Linked DNA regions of Mus musculus: region 2 is linked to region 1. A link is a contact called in public HiChIP or PLAC-seq data. All regions are on one chromosome and are shown on one strand. Each heading gives the region's core, a stretch centred on a gene start, on an enhancer-like site or on the middle of the called end of the contact. The rest is flanking DNA. Distances are from core to core; before and after follow the strand shown. Region 1 has its middle 170 kb from the start of Rnpc3. Region 2 holds the start of Col11a1 (collagen, type XI, alpha 1).

Region 1 (6,274 bases), core at 1,931-4,430:
GCATATGTATCAGAAGATGGCCTAGTTGGCCATCAGTGAAAAGAGAGGCCCATTGGTCTTGCAAACTTTATATGTCTCAGTACAGGGGAATGCCAGGACCAAGAAGTGGGAGTGGGTGGGTAGGGGAGGAGGGGAGGGTATAGGGGGCTTTTGGGATAGCATTGGAAATGTAAATGAAGAAAATACCTAATTAAAATAAAATAAAATAAAAAATTAAAAAGTAATATTATAAAGTATTACTGCTGCCTCTTGATATCGATGTTCCTAAACTAATATGTCTACCTTCAGTACTGACTGTCAGCTCCTCCACACTACAGGGCTGGCACCTGTAGATAGGATGCTGTGTGTCAGACCTTGTTTGTCTTTACACATTTTGCATAATCTCTAGTTTTCCCCACATAACTGTAAGCTTTATGATGTCAGGCTGTTTTTTGAAAATGCACATTTCTTTCTATCAGAAGACTTAAGACAATCATAACTTCCCTTAAAACTATAACTTTTACTTAATGGATTCTGGCAGAAGGGAATATAAATGGAATTATTATTGGCAGGAGCAATGGATCATAATGTTTGGGGGAGGGTCAGATTTCTTCACAGTAGATTGCATCTAGCATAACGATTATAAGGCAGAATAAACTTGCCGTTCAGATGATCTCTCCTTCGGCCTTTCCCAGCATTAATTGTAAGTAAATTAAGACAGTTACTAAAGCCTTAGAATGGCAACAAAAGACTGTGGCACATCATGGAAAGATGAGAGTCTGTGTCACAATAGTGGCTATTGTTATAGTCTCTCCACTGCTCATCACTTCTTCTCCTGTGACTGTTTCCAATAAGATATGTCTGTAAGTGTCCTGTATTTGAACTATATTTGTTAGGATTCCAATTTCAGAAGCAAAGTTTTGTTTTCATAACCGCTATAATCTCTTATAGTTGGATACATGCACTATGCCAAATGTTCCTTAGGATGTTTCATTCTCTTCTGTTGAGAGAAATATTAAAAAATGATTCCACCAACTCTCAGCGGGGCCAGGTCATGCTCCCGTGCTCCTGCCACCGCCAACTCTCTGGAGCTAGCCCCTGTGCCAGGTGATCTCATTCGCTTGATCTCTCGGCCTGCTAACTCTCCAGCCCCTTGAGGCCACAGGGCTCCTGCCAGGCCATTTCTAGGATGGCCCCCGAGTTCTTCTCGCTTCCATGCAATGCCCCACTTACCCCCTGGTTAGCCATCTCAACACTTAATTATCTAGTAAAATCAAGACTCTTAATGCTTAATTAGACAAATAGATTTATGTATCAATAATAACACAGTTTAGATGATGTTAATACAATGATTTCAGAGCCAATTGATAATGATACAGCTTTAACCCAATTATTCTAACATTTTGATAGCACCATATTGGCCTCCATACTGGTTTTCCCCTCCTGAGACCTTTCTATCTCCTTCTCCCTCTTTCTGCAACTCTTTGATTCACCTCCCTTCTCCCTGTCCAATCACAGACCTCCTCTGTATTAATGCAATTGAACAGGGAAAATCTTGTGACACTCTTCAACCCAGGAAGGTACTTTTCTTATATATATTTTTAATAAAGATTGAGGAAAATAAATTAAATAGTTTCACTTAGCAATGGTGTAATTGGGAAAATTGTGGCTTGAAGTCATAGGTAATATAAATGTTATTCATTTCTGTTTTACCTGTTTGGAGAGTGGAAGTGGTAAAATTACAACATACTCTACATACAATTCTTTCTTCAGTGAAATGCAGTGAAGGTTTTTCTCTTTCTACACATGGCCAAAGCAAAAACAGAATCACAGTGAAAGTAGGGCATCTTTAAAAAGAAAATTAGTATAATTTAATTTAATTTAATTTTCATGTGTATTTTTCCAAGCATATATTTTATATGGTAAATAATTTTATGGATCCACTTGCTCATTGGGTCATAGTAGAATCTTTTATAGTATGTCATAGTAACTTTGCCACTGCTTGAATTAATCTGTCCGGCCTGACAGATTCATGCTTTTGAATCATTATTGCCTTATTATTATTAGAAACTAAATAGATATTATACTGTTTAAAGAAGGAAAATAAGTTTTCTCCAATGGAGTGATACTAGGTATATCAACCACTCTTTTCTTTTTAAAATTTTTATGAGATATTTTTTCATTTACACATCAAATGCTATCTGAAAAGTCCCCTATACCCTCCCCCGCCCCTGCTCCCCTATCCACCCACTCCTACTTCTTGGCTCTAGTGTTCTCCTGTACTGGGGCAACCACTCTTGGGCAGAGATCATATTCAAGAAAAATAGACTAACCTATTATGAACTTCATAGTATTTCTCTCTCTCTCTCTCCCTCTCCCTCTCCCTCCCTCCCTCTCTCTCTCTCTCTCTCTCTCTCTCTCTCTCTCTCTCTCTCTCTCTCTCTCTTCATGTATATATATTTATTTGGTTATAGTTTTGTGGTTCTGGAGGGACTTGTATTGGGATTTTATTTTATTTTTTAGAAAAATAACACAAAGTTACATTCTTTGGGAGGGGAGAGGACGACTTAGAGGAGGGTAAGACTATGAAAAAATATGTTTAAATTTAAAAATGTATTAAATAACAAAACATAATAAAAATGAATCTACATGCATGTATGTGATGAAATACATGATCAAATTCTATAAAAAGAAAAATCTATCACATCTATATTTTCTGAAATGTACATCTCTACATGTACCTATTGTGTAAAAATTTATTTCTATCAGTTATTATAGCATTATATATGTCAACTCTCTTCATATTAAAAACTTAGGCCAACAAAAATTTTTATAATGAATACATGACTCAGATTCAAGAGTCTCAAAACCATATATTCAAATAAATGAATTATGAATTCAACTATCAGATTCGACTATTTCAATTGCTGCTTTTAGCTTGTCTAGGAGGGTGCTAACCATGCTGTTTATTTTTATAGGAGGGCAAGTTAAATATTCAAACTCCTATCATTTCCCAGAAAAAAGTGAATGTTGAATAGTGAATAATGAATAAGAGTCTAAATGTAGCAAAGCTTTGGACAGAAAGATTTGTGCTAGACAAATAAAGATGGTAAATGTGGTAGAATATGTATACATGGTACAACAGTTCTTTCAAAGTGAGCACAGGTCCCTCTCTACTGTTGTGAAAAGCTCCATTCATTTACACATGAGCTGTGAATATAGGTGAGTGTGTGTGGGTTCTGGGAAGCTAGTCTATGTCACCCGAGGCCAGCTGCATTCAGCAAATGTTTGGGGATGGCTGCATTTGTATGATTCCTTTCAGGACTTTGCAAGGAAATAATTCAGTGCAATGTGTGAAAACAGGAATCAACTGAAAAAACTAATAAATAAATCATTATAGAAGACCTATTCAAGGTAAAATGTAAAATAGCATGTAAGGGTAACTGCAAGACTCACTCACTAATGGTTTAGTTTATTTTTAATGAAAGAAAAAAGTATGAGTTTCTACACTTGGGACAAGTCACGTATACAGGAAAAAAAAAAAAAAAAAAGGAAAAACATCCATACCTATCCCAGATTAGGTTTATCATGAGAAAATAGTTCATTTAAAAACAAGCTCATTTGTTTCTTTTTATTATATGATGTTTGAGCCATCAATATTGAGCATAAACTGTTTTAATTTTGTGATGGTATCATAAGGATATATAAAAATAACCGAAACAAATTGCTCTGAAAAATTTAGTGGTTATTTTTTATTTAAAAATCTGTGAGACAAAATATATGGCAAGGAAAAGGAAGGAAGGAAAACTTAAACTTGGACCACAGCTTCAGGAAATGAAGTCCATTAAAGAAGAGAAGGGATGGCTACAGAAGCAGAAGGCTGCGATCACACTACGTCCATAGTCAGGAAACAGACTGATGGATGCTGGGACTCTGCCTGCTTTCTCCTTTAATGTTCATCAGGAACCCTGGCTCTAGTACTGTGCTTCCACATTTGGGGTGGATTTCCCACTACAATTAAACTAATATAAACTATCTTTCTCGGACATCCTAAGGTGCTTGTCTTTTCACTGATTCTAGATCTTCCCAAGTCTAAAATCGGAATTGATCATCACAGTTTTAAACAAAGCAAATATTTTGGTCATTTAAATTTTGCTACATTACATAAAATAATCTTAAAATATATTAAAAGGAAGTACAAAACTTTACATATTATAGTGCAGAAGTTTAAACAGAACTGAGAAATCAGGCTCAGAAGTAAATGATAGACTGCTAGAATATTTATCTAGCATGCAGAAACCCATTGATCTCCATCAACAGATAGGATACAAACACACATGTGTACACACACACACACACACACACACACACATACTCAGAGGACACCGAGAGAGGTGGATGGGGAGTGAGTGAGGGACAGAAGGAGACAGAGACAGAGAAACCTAGAGAGGAACAGACAGAGAAAGGGGGAAAGAGACAGAGGGACATAGAGAGACACACACAGAGAGACAGAGACAAACAGAGAGAGATAGAAACAGAGACAGAATCCACAAGAGAGCAATATTCCGTGTTGAAGGCTGTAAAGAATTCTGGATTTAGCTGGTCCTTGATCAAGAAAACAAAACGAAGCAAAACAAAATAAACAAACAAACAAACAAACAAAAAAACAAGCTCAAAGACTTGCTTTTGTCTTCCCTATTAAGCTATTTTAGACACTGTTGTAGCTTCTGTGAAGTTATGTTCAGAGAATCTGTGGTCCCTATTGACTTCTGTATTCTCCTTCCTTATTTTGGTTTTTGTTTTGTAAAGGAGTCTTGCTATGTATCTTAGCTGGCCTATTCTTCACTATATAAACAGGGCTGGTGTCCAACTCAGATATCTTCAAGCTTCTGTTTCTTGAATAGCAGTATTGAAAGGTGCAGCATCTCTGTACATTCTCTTATATATATCCATCTAGAAATACATGTGCACTAATTCCCTCTATAGACTCTTGTTTGCTGGACAACTTGGAAGTGAGTTTTAGAATTGCTATCAGTTTGTTATCACTTTGTTTCCTGCTTTCTCTAATTATTTTTGAGGAAATCCAGCCATTTCAAATTTATAAGTCTAAATACTTATAGTTGCTTCTAATCATGTGTATCTGTTATATTTCTCAAAATGTGGCTAGTACAAATTAAAAAATATTATAATACAATTTATAAAATATATTCCAGAGTTCAGTCTCAGTAGTCATTCAGAAACAGAAAACATTTCATTAGCTTATAAATATAAACTCAGGATATAATAAGATATTATATACTATGCTAATTACAAAGGACATTAATCAATAGTACTTGTTTTTTCTTAATTTGTGCTTGTATATTATTTGAATTGTAAGATGATAATCGAAATATATAAGATGCAATGTGATGTTTTGATCGATGTACACATTCTGGAAAGATTGAGACCAACCAAGTGACATACATGATTGTCACCCACTAATTTACCAGTTTTCATGCTGACAACATTTAAATTACATATATATATATATATATATATATATATATATATATATATATATTCCTTAATTTGAGATGCTCCTTACTTAGATGTTTACATCCTAATAGTCAGAGGTTCACAGGGACATTTTATTCTTTATTATTGTCTTTGATCTTTTTCTGAGGTAAAAACAATAGAAGAGAAATTATTTACAAGTAAATAAGAAAGAAATACCAGATTCACTGCCTCATGGTCAGTATTTTCTTTTTTTTTTCAATTTGTATCAGATATTTTCTTCATTTACATTTCAAATGCTATCCCGAAAGTCCCCTATACCTCCCGCCCACACCCTGCTCCCCTACCCACCCACTCCCACTTCTTGGCCCTGGCATTCCCCTGTAATGAGGCATATAAAGTTTGCAAGACCAAGGGGCCTCTCTTCCCAATGATGGCCAACTAGGCCATCTTCTGCTACATATGCAGCTAGAGACATGAGCTCCAGGGGTACTGGTTAGTTCATATTGTTGTTCTACGCATAGGGTTGCAGAACCCTTCAGCTCCTTGGATACTTTCTCTAGCTCCTCCCTTAGGGACCCTGTGTTCCATCCAATAGATGATGGTGAGCATCCACTTCTGTATTTGCGAGGCACTGGTATAGCCTCACAAGAGACAGCTATTTCAGGGTCCTTTCAGCAAAATCTTGCTGGCATATGCAATAGTGTCTGGGTTTGGTGGCTAATTATAGAATGGATCCCTGGTTATGCTCACACGCTGATGTATTTCCAATGCCAATTGGACACTTGCTAAACGAGAAGCA
Region 2 (6,274 bases), core at 1,212-3,711, 230 kb after region 1:
AAGGTCACTCAGGAAATAACTCTACTGGATGTTCCCTAGTGTGAAGCTGAAGGCAGCTTGGATGGATCCCTCGATTTGGTTGGTTTCTTCATGTTTGCTCCTTTTATCCATTCTTTCATTCAGTTCATCTGAAAGTCCATGACCAGGTTTCTGGGAGATACACCATCTGACAGTCAGCTACAGGCTAGAGAGGTTAGGCATAATTACACCTCACTGTGATTCCAGTATGCTTCCTTCCAGAGGCATTAATTCAGACCCAGGTTGTGCCTAGTTGGGTAAAGGCCAGAGGAATTCAAACCACAGAGTACAGACGTGTAAGACAGCAATAACTCTATTCACTCAAGACATTTTTGCCTGAAAGAACCCTTTCACAAGCAATGAGGTCTGAGATGTGAGCAGAAGGCAGTGCCTGGATCCTTCTCACCTAGAATAGGACCATACATGCCACAGAGCTCTCAGTATACAGGAGAGTGAGGGGAAAATAATTTAGAACACTAGATATGTTGCTGTAAGCTCTGTCACTGGCCAGCTCACAAGTAAGTATTCCTAAATTAATATGTATTCATTTCACATTTTATGTTTAAGTAAGGACCTAGAAAATGATTTTTACATGCAGAGAGAATTGGACAGAAAAGGCAAGTATAGGCGAAGCCACAAATACATACACAATTTCCACCTGAAAGTAAGAGGCATAACAAAGGTGTTGAATTACTTATATTTCAAATGTAAGATCTTTAATTTGTATTTAGACATTCCAGGTTCAAATACAATATGTTGGTAAACTATATTGGTAAAATATGTTAATAGATTGAAGAGCTAGTTGGCCCTATTTCTCTTATAAATGGCATCTCAAACATTCTGCTGGCCTCATTTCAAGAAATAAATAGGTCTTTTTGTTTGTTTGTTTGTTTGTTTGTGTTTTAGACTGTAATCCCAAAGAAACTTTATGATTAGGAAATCGTTCTTTGGTGCAGAGAATAACATTTATGTAGAAATATTTCTAGTTGCTTTTAGTATATTCTACTTCTGATTTTTTATCAATTTCCAGCTAGTTTGCCAACTATTAAACCATATGAAGACATTTTATATAGTCCAATTAGTCATGTCTTAACGGATCATTTAGAAAAGACCCCATGGTTTAAAGCTTAGCATCAAATAAAGACTTGAACGTGCACGCTTGATAAGCCTAATTGAAGGCCCTTAAGCACTGATATGACTGAAATGCTAACAGTAAGTCCTGCCTTCTAGTCTCTGTGTTGGTAGAGAAAATGAACGTGTTCCTTCAAAGCTTCTCTATGGAGTGGGTAATGTATGCTGGTACCCTGTTGGACACTTCCTACTTCTGTCCATTGCTGGACATTGGACATGGCACTCACTGTGGGAGAGACACGTTTCAGAAATGATTTAAAACACAAAAGACCAATCAGGAGGATGGAGGAATTCAAATATGCAGAAAACTGACCAGGGAATCAAATGTATAGATTTAAGAGATACACTGAGGAGGAGATGGGTTTCTTAGAACCACTTCCCTCTTGTTAGACTTTGCTAGTGGAGTGACCACGTTTTCAGCCCCAAGGCTCAGGGCCAGGCCAGGCCAGTAAAGAAACTGACTGGATTGGTTGGAGAATTCTGCAGGCAGCTTTCCTGTCCTTCTCTATTCCCTGCTTCTCCCTTTCATCCAGTATCAGGATTTGCTGGAAAAGCAAGTGACTGATTCCCTTAGTTTCTACTGCTATGGGTTCTTGGTCTTTCCTCTTTTCTTGCAGACAAGCCCCTCAGTGAGCTCTGGGCAGTCTTTGAACATTTGAGAAGCTTAACTTTCATCTCACCAACTAGATTTTGCCTACAAGATGAGGATTTTGATCTTTAGAGTTCCTTCATGCCACCTTCGTTAGTCTCTAGTTTAAAAATATTAGTAAAACACTTTTGGATGCAGGCAGCACAGAGCCCACTGGTTCCTGATTCCATGGCTGCCTTAGGAAGCAAGGTTTTTGGAGATGGATAAAATTACCGCTGCCAGTCCAGGACTCCAGCCGTGGGGCCAGTGAACATGCTGGTCTTCTCCCCTCTTTCCCCTCCCACCTCCGAAGAAAGGGGGGGGGGGCTCCCGGACTGGTGCGAGCAGAGTGCTTGGTTTTTATTGAATACAGAAGCTACTCGAACGTCCCGTGTGCTGCGGGGCTGTCCTGCAATTCCTTTCATTCCCAAAGTGCAGGAGTCCAGCTTTGGTCCCGCCTAACTCCCTCCCATTTCTTTTCAGGGGATTTGAGGAGGGGGGGAAGGAGAGGGAAGATGAAGGGTGGCTGGTGGGCTGGGCCTGCACAGAAGTCTGGATCCTCCAGGGAGAGACTGGGCGGGTTCAAGGCTGCGGGGAGGCCTGTGATTGGGTATGACCTTCAGTCGGCTTGTCAGTTTCTCGGGCACACAGGAGGCGGGAGGAGTGGGCGGAGGAGGGGGCTGCGCGAGCCTCTTGTCCAGCCCACCCACAGCATGAAGCCTTTAGGGGTGCTCAGTGCTTTCGGCTTTTTTTCTTGAAACCCTTCATCTGCCCTCAGTCTGAAGGCAGGGTCAGGCGTAGGACGGGTCCCGGGGTCGCAGTCTCCTGCGGGCCACCCCAAAGGGAGAGGAGGGGGCGAGAGACAGGAAGGAAGCAAACCATCAAATTGGAAAAAAAAAAATTAGAGCCCTTTGACTTTTTTTTTTTTTACTCCCTTTCCCTTCCGGATGGCTGTGTAGCGAACGTAGGCGACACCTTGGAAGGGACAAAGTTGGTCTGCAGTGGCAATTTCGTGGGTTCACAGTCGTGAGCGTGGGGCTTGGAGATGGAGCCCTGGTCCAGGTGGAAAACGAAACGGTGGATCTGGGATCTCACCATCTCAACCCTCGCCTTGACTTTTCTCTTCCAAGCTAGAGAGGTCAGAGGAGGTAAGGAGGAAAAAAAAAAGTTTGGGGAGGTGGGACATTGCCACCCGGCTTTCTTCTTTTTTGTGTGTGCTCTTCTCCCTTGTCGTCTCCCCACTTCTTTTAAATAAAATCCAGATTGTAGTTGCTACCGGGTTAAGTGTGGAAACTGGAGAGACAGGGAGATGGATGTAGGCGGGACAGTAATGGGCTAGGAGGTAGGTGGCAGGATTAAAAGATCTGTCAGGCACCGGGCAGGCTGAGAAAGCCCATCATCCCTTCTCATTTTCTTTGCAAAAAGAAAAAAAAAATTACCTTGAACAGGAAGGCAGTGGTACAAAGCTTTTGTTTCAAGAACAGTCTTTACTCAGAGTCCTCGGTCCTTTGAACCAATCTTTGGGTTTCTTCGGGTTCTAAAGGAGATATCTTTTGAAGGGTGACCTGAGGAGAAAATACTGAGAAAGAGTATAAAGTGAACTGTGATAAACTTCTTTGTCTGCAAGGAAGTGAAAAACGGGCTGTTTTTACTTTGGAGGATATAAGAGAAACCAGCGGGGATGAAGCTAGAAGATTGAGAGCACTTTGTGTGTGGCATTTTGAAATGTTCTCAGAGGAACACATTTCCCAGACGATAAAGTGGAGTTCAGGAGTGCTCGGGGCAGAAGGGGGGGGGGCAGTTTCTCCTGATGATTACCCCCCTCCTCTCCGTGACACCCTCATCCTCGCTCATCCCTTGTCCCCTCCAAACAGCTTATTCTTGCAGGTTGGACCTACAACTCTCTTGGAGGGCGAGGAAAGTCTCCAAGCAAATGGGGTGGTGGGCAGACGACTAGGGATAGGGAGGAAGAGGAGGGGGCCTGGGATAGGAGGGGGAAGGTAAGGAAAAGTTCCTACGTGGCACTACCAAATATTGAATGGCCAGACCTGTGTAGCTGACTGTAGCCCTGTCAGTACCGGAGGAGGGAGAGCGACTTCACTCCTCCCTCCGCTTGCCTCCTCCCTCCCCCGCCCCCGCCCTTTCCCGAAAAGGCATCTGGCTGCAGCGGTCCCTTAGGTGCTGTAGACTCGGCTGGCAGGAGAAAGCCCTTTGAGTTGGTGAGCCTGAGCAATTCACAGTAGAAAACAAGCTTTGTCAGGACTGCAGAGAGAAGCGGGGAATAGAGAGGAGAGGAGAGAATGGGGTTGGAAATGCCAACCCAACTCTGAAAGCACAGGTTTCGTAGAAACCTGAGCCTGGCCTTTGGTCTTGTTGCACATATCTGAGCGTTCCCTAAATTGAGTTAGCACTTCAGGGGGGCAGCCCTAGGGTCTGATTCTTAGGGGCTTCACACTCGCCAGGAACAGGCGGCTTCTCATTCATTCTGTGATGAGCTCTGGTGACCCTAGGCCACAGTGGGGCTCAATTCGATTTTTTTTTTTTTTTGCAATGATTGAGGCTACTTACGTTGATTCGTTTCAATGATAAATATAAGCATCTTTGAAAGTAGACTACCTCAAAAATTGGCAGTTTACTTTTTGGTATTCTGTCCTCTTTTGGGTTGGGCAGTTTGGGCAGCAGTTCTGCCCTCTGCTGGTTTTCTTCAGCAAGGGAAAGTCTATTACTTAGTGATACTGAAAAAAATGTTACTTGCCTAAGGAAGAATAGATTGCTGTCTCCCCAGCTTGTCCACATACACATGTAGACGTGAATATCCTAGTGACAGTCATTTAGAAGCACAGAATCTGAGACATTCTGCAGTGATCACCCTACACAGGTGACCTGAATGCCTTTTCTGCCTTGAGATATTTTTTTTGCTTTTCCACACTGGGATTTCAAGTCAATCAGATTTCCATGGTTTTAGGCTCTAATTTTCTATGTGAAATCTTAACAACACATCCGAAACACTTTCAGCAAATATCTCAGTACTACATCACATCCATTGCACAAAATTATGTTTCCTATTGTATAAAACTAAAGAGCATGTGAAAAGGTGAAGCACCAGATCATGCTATTTCTAATGAAATATTTTGAAAATAGTGTAAGTCATTAAATAACTTCATGGCAAGATTTGGGTGCTTATTTTAATGAAGTTGGCAGGTACTCACTACATAGTGGAAAACTACTGTTTTATTAATTCAATCTTGTAGACCTTCATTCTTTAAACCTATTAAAATTCATAAAAGAAATAATAGTAAATAAATACTTAAAAAAGAAACACCCTCTCAACTCCCCAGTCACCACAGAAGGAGAAACTAACTTTGTCTCTAGCATTTAGGAATGTAGCTAAAGGGCTGAGTAAAATTAACATGGCTTTCTAAAGCAGGTATCTTATTCTAGTATTATACTGACTTAATAGATTTCCCAAAGATGTGTACGTATGCTTCAGTGACTTAAACAAAAGAACATTTAAAATGGGCTGGTTTTCATATAAAATTAAAACACTATTATAAACTTTGTAGAATGTTTCATAATGTTTTCATAATAAAATTAGACTCTAAAAACAATATATACAAGAAGTTTTTGTGGAGTTTTTTTTGAAGAGAATGGATTAATGAAGTTGACTGTTGACTTCACATATTATTTGACTTTGAGAATCTAAAGTAACTTGAAAGTCTCCAACACACAGTCTCTACTATGATTTCACATACAATCACACACACACACACACACACACACACACACACACACGGCGGGAGGGGGGCAGGGGAGGGAGGAATGGAGGGGGAGTGGGAGAGAGAGAGAGAGAGGCTGAGAAATGCTGTTATTTAATGAGTATTCATTGACATTAATTTCTGTTTTATGTTTGATATATTTGCCTATGCTTCACCTCAGGAATTCAGGGATTAAGTGTGTGCATAATTAGTTCAGAACTTACTATAAACAGGGCCTGGGATGTATGTGAAATTTACAGTGACTGAGTTATGCCTGTGTTCAAATACATATTTTATTGTGTGAGTTTGAAATCACACAGTACCTGGCTAAAGCTTAATACAGTGACCAATCATACCTAGTTGAACTAAAAAACCCAGTCCTAATGGCCTTCTACCTTTACCCGTTAAGCCAAGTGTGTCTTGTAAACAGTTGATAAGTTCTAAGAGGGATTTTAATGGCTTGCCAGCCCTGAGCAGCCAGTGCCTCAGAAGTGCTGTTTAGAGTGCCCGGGATCAGCAGGTGAAATGGTGCTGGCTTCCTGAGTGTGCTAATTCAACCTGTGAGAACTCAGGCTTGTCTCTGCAGTTCTTTAATTAGAATAATTAAAACAGCAGGCATGCTCTTGCTAATAAGTGTAGTACTTGGTAGGATAATTAATATTGTGTCTTTTAATAAAATGTAAGAGCTCATGGGTAGAACCTTTTTTTTTTTTGCATAGATTATATATCAAAGATCAGTTAG

What was found. HiChIP or PLAC-seq counts read pairs in DNA pulled down with a chosen protein or histone mark.
Region 2: an H3K27ac HiChIP or PLAC-seq map of oligodendrocyte precursor cells shows a contact between it and region 1, with 2.5 times the contacts expected there. The contact joins the promoter of Col11a1 here to the enhancer-like site in region 1. A contact is called at or near these places in 5 of 39 promoter capture datasets (the 3T3-L1 cell line, 3T3-L1-derived adipocytes, the HPC-7 cell line and 1 more), 1 of 15 datasets of contacts at CTCF or cohesin (the NIH/3T3 cell line) and 3 of 115 datasets of contacts at active chromatin or transcription factors (embryonic forebrain, neural progenitor cells and oligodendrocyte precursor cells).

The regions. Positions count from the first base shown.
Region 1 is chr3:113,793,426-113,799,699 of GRCm38.p6, forward strand. No RefSeq gene overlaps it. Among named protein-coding and RNA genes, the nearest start is that of Rnpc3, 170 kb to the left of the region's middle. Within about 2 kb of position 3,181, at least 4 of the 459 cell types and tissues checked have an H3K27ac peak or open chromatin away from gene starts, as enhancers often do. A contact at or near this core is called in oligodendrocyte precursor cells, where this site is marked.
Region 2 is chr3:114,028,079-114,034,352 of GRCm38.p6, forward strand. Col11a1 (collagen, type XI, alpha 1) reads left to right here and starts at 2,462. Exons shown (of 67, transcript NM_007729.3): 1 at 2,462-2,925. The coding sequence starts at 2,823.